Regions from separate parts of the Mus musculus genome. Here region 2 is linked to region 1. The links are chromatin contacts, called in public promoter capture Hi-C maps. All regions are on one chromosome and are shown on one strand. The core of a region is the stretch at or near the end of the contact, and the rest is flanking DNA. Distances in the headings are between cores, read along the strand shown. Region 1 overlaps Pitpnc1 (phosphatidylinositol transfer protein, cytoplasmic 1). Region 2 overlaps Pitpnc1 (phosphatidylinositol transfer protein, cytoplasmic 1).

Region 1 (2,801 bases), core at 260-2,759:
ATGGGCTCTGGGGAACAAACTCAGGTCACCAGGGTTGGTAGCATATGCCTTTACCCACTGAGCCATCTTGCTGGCCCCCAACCCTCTTTTTGGAAGGGCAGGTTTGGAATGTTTTACTTCTATAAGCAGAGTGAAGACCTCCTTTTAAAATTTCTGAAAAGCCCTCAGTCTCATTCTGGTGCTAGAGAAACCTAGCTGAGAGCTTTGCCTCTTGCCCATCAAGGTGGCAGATTTTGGGACTCTCTGGGTGCCTGTCCTTTGTGTAATCAATGCAGGCCTATTGCTCTTTGACTAGCCTTGTGATAGTTCCTAGAAGATGGTAACAAGGGAACCATGAGCTCTGAGAAGTAAAGTTGAGAAGACAGGACAGATATTAATTCGAGGATATTCCCCAGTGACCTATCTCTGGTCGTGGAGAGTCTTCCTGACAGCAGAGTGCATGAAAATGTCCTGTGGTTGTGGAACCTAACAATCCAAGCGGGGATGGGCACCTGGGCAAACCAGGAAGAAGCGCTTACTCTTCAGTAGGTGCAGAGCTGGGAAAATGGAAACATGAGACTAAATGAACCCTGTAGCCCGGCAGACCAAGCCTTTTAAACCTGTGGCCTGAGTTACCAGCACTGCCTTCACCCATTCTGTTCAATGTAGCCTTTCACTTTAAGATAGGATAGCGGAGGGCATCAGCTGCTGCTCTGGAAACGGAGGGCATGTGTGGAATAAGGGTGGGGGGAAAAAAAGACCAAAATACAATGTAGGGTACATCTAGGACAAATAACGTGACTTAGGACAACAGACACACACAGTTGGCTCTATCCTAAGTCACTGGTTGGGCGTGCTCACTTCTATTTATAGCCAAGGACACAGGCCACCTAATGACTGATTCGGGGGAGGCAGGGGACTCATGTCCACACAGCTGTAGTGCTGAGCACCCAGGGAGGGTGGTCCATCCATCATGGTACCAAGCAAACCTTGTTCTTATTTACTGACAAGGTGCAGAACTTGTTTAAAATCTTTTGAATGACATTAAAAACAAACAAACAAACAAACAAAAAAACCTCAAAGAATCCAAAAAGCCAGAGCAGTATTTTCCATTAGAGTTGTCCAGTCACATATGCCTCCCTCCATCTGTCCTTGACATCTTAGAGAACCTGTATGTCTCTGATGAGGGTCTGTTTCAAATGTTTCCTGCATCAAGGGACTGTTACTAAATAAGGTGCTTCTATCAGATAATGTTGAAGTTTGAGGTAACTCAGGATGGGTGTGAAATCCACCCCGCAGAGAACAATGGAGCCCCGAGTGTCGGTAAGACAAGCATCAAGCATGCCGAGGTCCTACTTGGTCAATAGTTCTATGGTTATTTCAGACCGAGCTCCTATAATTACATCTTTATTAGGCTCACCAGACAGAGCTATTTCCAATACAGGAAGTGGTGGCCTACGCTTTGTTGTTGTCCTTCTAGGTTACACGTGAAGCTGGGTGGACTGAAAGCCAAGTCGAGGTGTTACGAAACTATTCTCCGAGTTATTTTGGGCCATCGGACTTACCGTACCACTCATCAACCCACGCAAAGGCCTGTCTGTGTCCAATCAGCAAGATGTCTCGGACCACCTGAAGAGTGAGAAAAGGAGGTTGAGATAATACCAGGTGTGACCAAGAACATTTGGGGGTTGAGGGGCTAGGGGCATGGCTCAGTGGGTAAAGTGCTGCCTGTTTAAGCATAAGGGACTGAATTTGGATTTTTAGCACCCATGTAAAAATTAGATGTTTTAATGTATGCATGTCCTGTAACCACAGTGCTGGGGGGAGTGGAAATGGAGGTTCACCAGAGCTTTCTGGCCTATCAGGTAACCCCAAGTTTAGTGAGAGAGCTTGTCTCAAAACATAAACTGGGGTCAGGGAGCCAGGTCAGAGGGCAAAGGTGACTCCTGGAAGCCTGCCTGAGTTCACTATCTGGGTCACAGTTGGTAGACAAGGTGGAGGGAGAGAACAGATCCTGAAAGTTGTCCTCTGACCTCCCCATGTGTCAAATGTCCTTCTCTGCAATCAAATGTCCTCCTCTCCCCCTAAATAGGTAAACAAAGGTTAAAGACGTAGTAAAATAATTTAGGAGAAAATTTAAAAATCTGAAGAGAGACAGAGAGAGACAAGGATGTTGGCCTCTGGTCTCCATAAGAGCATGACCCGGCAAGTGCATCCCCTCTTCCATATATCATCATCATCATCATCATAATAGTGATAAAATAAAATAATATTTCTTATTTCATCTCTCTCTTTTTTTTTACATTAAAATTTTTATTTTTTTTCATTTTTTGGTTTTTCGAGACAGGGTTTCTCTGTATAGCCCTGGCTGTCCTGGAACTCACTTTGTAGACCAGGCTGGCCTCAAACTCAGAAATCTACCCGCCTCTGCATCCCAAGTGCTGGGATTAAAGGCGTGCGCACCACCACGCCCGGCTATTTCATCTCTTTCTTAAAGATCTATTTATTTTTATGTGTGTAAGTGCAGGGCTTGCACGTATGTATGTGCACCATGCAGAATCTGAGGAAGTCAAAAGAGGCTGTCAGGTCCTTCGGAACTAGAGTTGGAAGCTACCACGTGGGTGCTGGGAACCAAATCTGGTTTGCAGTAGGAGCAGCCAGTGAGTGCTCTTAACCCCTGAGTTGTCTCTCTAGCCCCAATCTCTTTCAATAATCATCCATTGTTTTTCCTTTTTATTACATGAAATCAAGCCGTGATGGTTTGTATATGTTTGGCCCAGGGAGTGGCACTATTAGAAGATGTGGCCCTATTGGAATAGGTG
Region 2 (2,788 bases), core at 69-2,568, 120 kb after region 1:
CCTGAGAAGGCTGAGGGTGGAGGGCATCTAGACTCCCAGCAGTGTGACGGAGGTGGAGACAGGAGGATAGCTGGAGCAGGCTGGCCACCAGCCTATGTGAATCTACAGGGTCAGTGAGAGTCTGGCTCAGCAGGTGGAGGTACCTGCTACACAAGCCACCAATGCATGAGTGGAGGGGGAATTGACTCAACAAAGTTGTCCTGTTACCACCACATGCACGCTGTGGCACAGGTGCCAACACACATACATCGTATGCATGCCAGGGCACTAATAATAATAATAATAATAATAAATTTAAAATAAAGAGATGATATATAGAGATTGAGACAGCTAATGTTATCCTCAGTCTGACCTCAAAACACACACACACACACACACACACACACACACACACACACCATTGGTACATCAGAAACAAAGTAATGAAAGGCTCTGTCTGGGTAGATGGTTGTTGATGCACATTAAGAAAGTTTGCTCTGAAGCGATTACTTGGGGGTGTGAAACTTGAGCTTGAGCCTGGCTTAGCCAAGGCCCTGGCTTGATCTGTAGCTGTGGGGGCAGGGGAGGGGGGGACAGGGTTGGTCCCCTCTCTTTAAGGAATTGCAAGTAGTTAATAGTTGCTAGGGAAAGGAAGAGACATTTTCTTTAGTGTTGCCACTTTGTCAGTGGCCCATGTTTCTGTGAGTAAATACCTCCTAACTTCTGCTCCTTTGAGGAACCCAAATGAAACTCAGTAAGGGGGTGGGGCAGGGGAGGGGGAGGGGCACGGACATGAAAGTCGAAGGGGCTGGTTGGAAGAGAAGAGATTAGCAGGAGTAGGTGAGAGGCTGAGAGGGTCATGGGAGGTAAATATGATCAACATGCACTGCATATATGCATGAAAATGCCATGTTACATATAATACACACATATATAATACATATTTTATATAACATGTATAATATACCCTTTTAATACACATGTATATACTAACACATATATACTTTATAAAAAACATTTTTGAAAAGTTACTGGCATGTCATGTATGTAAAACAAGCATTAAAAAAAGTGCTGTGTCTGAAGCCTCCCCTATTCAAAGTCCCGCCAAGGTCTGTCGCTGGAAAGCTTAGAGGAGAGCTAAATCTACCAGCACACTGTCTCTAAGAGCTCTAAACCACTCACACAGAAAAAACGAGTAGGGTGCCAAGGTCGATGTGTGACACAGAAAAGCCATTAGCCAGACACGAGTCAGCCTGGCTGGGCTCGGAGCAAGTGCTTCCTGCTCAGAGGCAATGGATCTGGGCAAGGCAGGGGCGGCTGATTCACCGTGGCCGACGGGACCCAGCTGCCCGGCCTCATTGATCATTCCAGTGGCTCCTCCATGGGCCAGCCCAGGGCAGACACCAGCCTTAGCTCACTATGACGGCATCGGTCTCGGGGTTGGAAAATAACCGGAACATGCAGAAGGTGCCAGGACACACAAGCCCAGACTCAGAGATGGACCAAGGCTGTCTGTTCCTTCCTTTCCTCCCAAGAAAACCAGACCCCGTCTGCTGGCATGGCCATCAGACTCAGAGGACCATCCAGAAGTCCTCTGTTATTGTTTTATTATCAAGTCCCGAGTTTGCCCCTCAGACATGAGTAGCTAACAGTATCTCAGTTGTAGGGAGGGACAGGTAGTTCTTGAAACACCTAAAAATGCCACACGCAGAGGCTGAGAGGTAGCTTAGCAGTTAAGTGCACTTTCTGCCTTTCCATAGGACACAAGTTCAGTTCCCAGCACACACAACTGGTGGTTGACAACCACATATATAACTCCAGCCCCAAGGGATCTGATGTCCCCTACTAACCTGCGGCACATCTGGGTTCATCTCAGACCTTTGACATTTTGATTGTAGAGGCAGGGGCTGGGAAGTTGAGTTATAGGGGGCACACTAAGGACAATCCTTCTTAATATAGTGAGAGTACTCAGGGGGACTTTTGGGAACCAAACAGTATCAGGCTATCAGATTTCCTCCTTATGAGACTTGCTTCTTCTTCCACACCCATGCCCAGATCACTATTTCCAGCCCAATTTGAATGTTGGATGAAGGCACTAGAGCAGAGGGTTCTGATGGTATCAGGGTCGAAGAACCGGTCTCAGCTTAGCTTTACTGACCACCAATTAGTTGAGGTTCTGAGTGAGCAATCTAATTGACAGTGACCCTAGATAATTAAGCTGTAGAATGTGCCTAGAGAAACCAAGATGTTACTAGTTCCCGCTGTCCTAACTATAGGACTGAGTGCCTTGGGGGCTATTTAAGGGCTCAACCCCAAGCCTTAATTAAAAGGGGATGGGTGTAGGTCCAGGCCTGGTAGTTCCTGGCTGTAATCCAAGTACAAGGGAAGTTGAGCATGCCTGATAGTTTTATCAGCTTGACACAAAGTCACAAGAGAGGAGGAGGGAACCTCAGTTAAGAAATTGCCTCCAAGGCTAGAGAGAGGGCTCAGCTGTTAAGAGCACTGGCTTTTTGCAGAGGTTCTGAGTTCAATTCCCAGCACATGGTGGCTCACAACCATCCATAATGGAGTCTGTTTCTCTTTTCTGGTGTGCATGGAAACAGAGCATTCATATACATTAAAACAAATAAATACAATCTTAAAAAAAACAAAAAAACTATACCTCCATAATATTGGGCTATAGGCAAGTCTGTAGAGCATTTTCTTAATTAGTGATTAATCAGGAGGGCCCAGCCTATTGGGGGTGGTACCATCCTTGGACTGGTGGTCCTGAGTTCTCTAAGAAGGTAGACTAAGCAAGCATGATGAG

Evidence for each region. Capture Hi-C pulls out chosen DNA fragments and counts their contacts.
Region 2: a promoter capture Hi-C map of liver shows a contact between it and region 1. The contact joins two enhancer-like sites. A contact is called at or near these places in 4 of 39 promoter capture datasets (the HPC-7 cell line, cranial neural crest, hippocampal neurons and 1 more), 6 of 484 Hi-C or Micro-C datasets (cardiomyocytes, embryonic stem cells, liver and 3 more), 1 of 115 datasets of contacts at active chromatin or transcription factors (heart atrium) and 2 of 9 other capture datasets (adipose tissue and liver).

What each region holds. Positions count from the first base shown.
Region 1 is chr11:107,224,687-107,227,487 of GRCm38.p6, forward strand. It overlaps Pitpnc1 (phosphatidylinositol transfer protein, cytoplasmic 1), which reads right to left. Exons shown (of 9, transcript NM_001359616.1): 8 at 1,545-1,608. Among named protein-coding and RNA genes, the nearest start is that of Nol11, 37 kb to the left of the region's middle. Within about 2 kb of position 1,510, at least 10 of the 459 cell types and tissues checked have an H3K27ac peak or open chromatin away from gene starts, as enhancers often do. A contact at or near this core is called in cardiomyocytes, heart atrium and liver, where this site is marked.
Region 2 is chr11:107,340,218-107,343,005 of GRCm38.p6, forward strand. The region is part of intron 1 of Pitpnc1 (phosphatidylinositol transfer protein, cytoplasmic 1); the gene reads right to left. The region is part of intron 2 of Gm11716 (predicted gene 11716); the gene reads left to right. Among named protein-coding and RNA genes, the nearest start is that of Gm11716, 5.7 kb to the left of the region's middle. Within about 2 kb of position 1,319, at least 106 of the 459 cell types and tissues checked have an H3K27ac peak or open chromatin away from gene starts, as enhancers often do. A contact at or near this core is called in cardiomyocytes, heart atrium and liver, where this site is marked.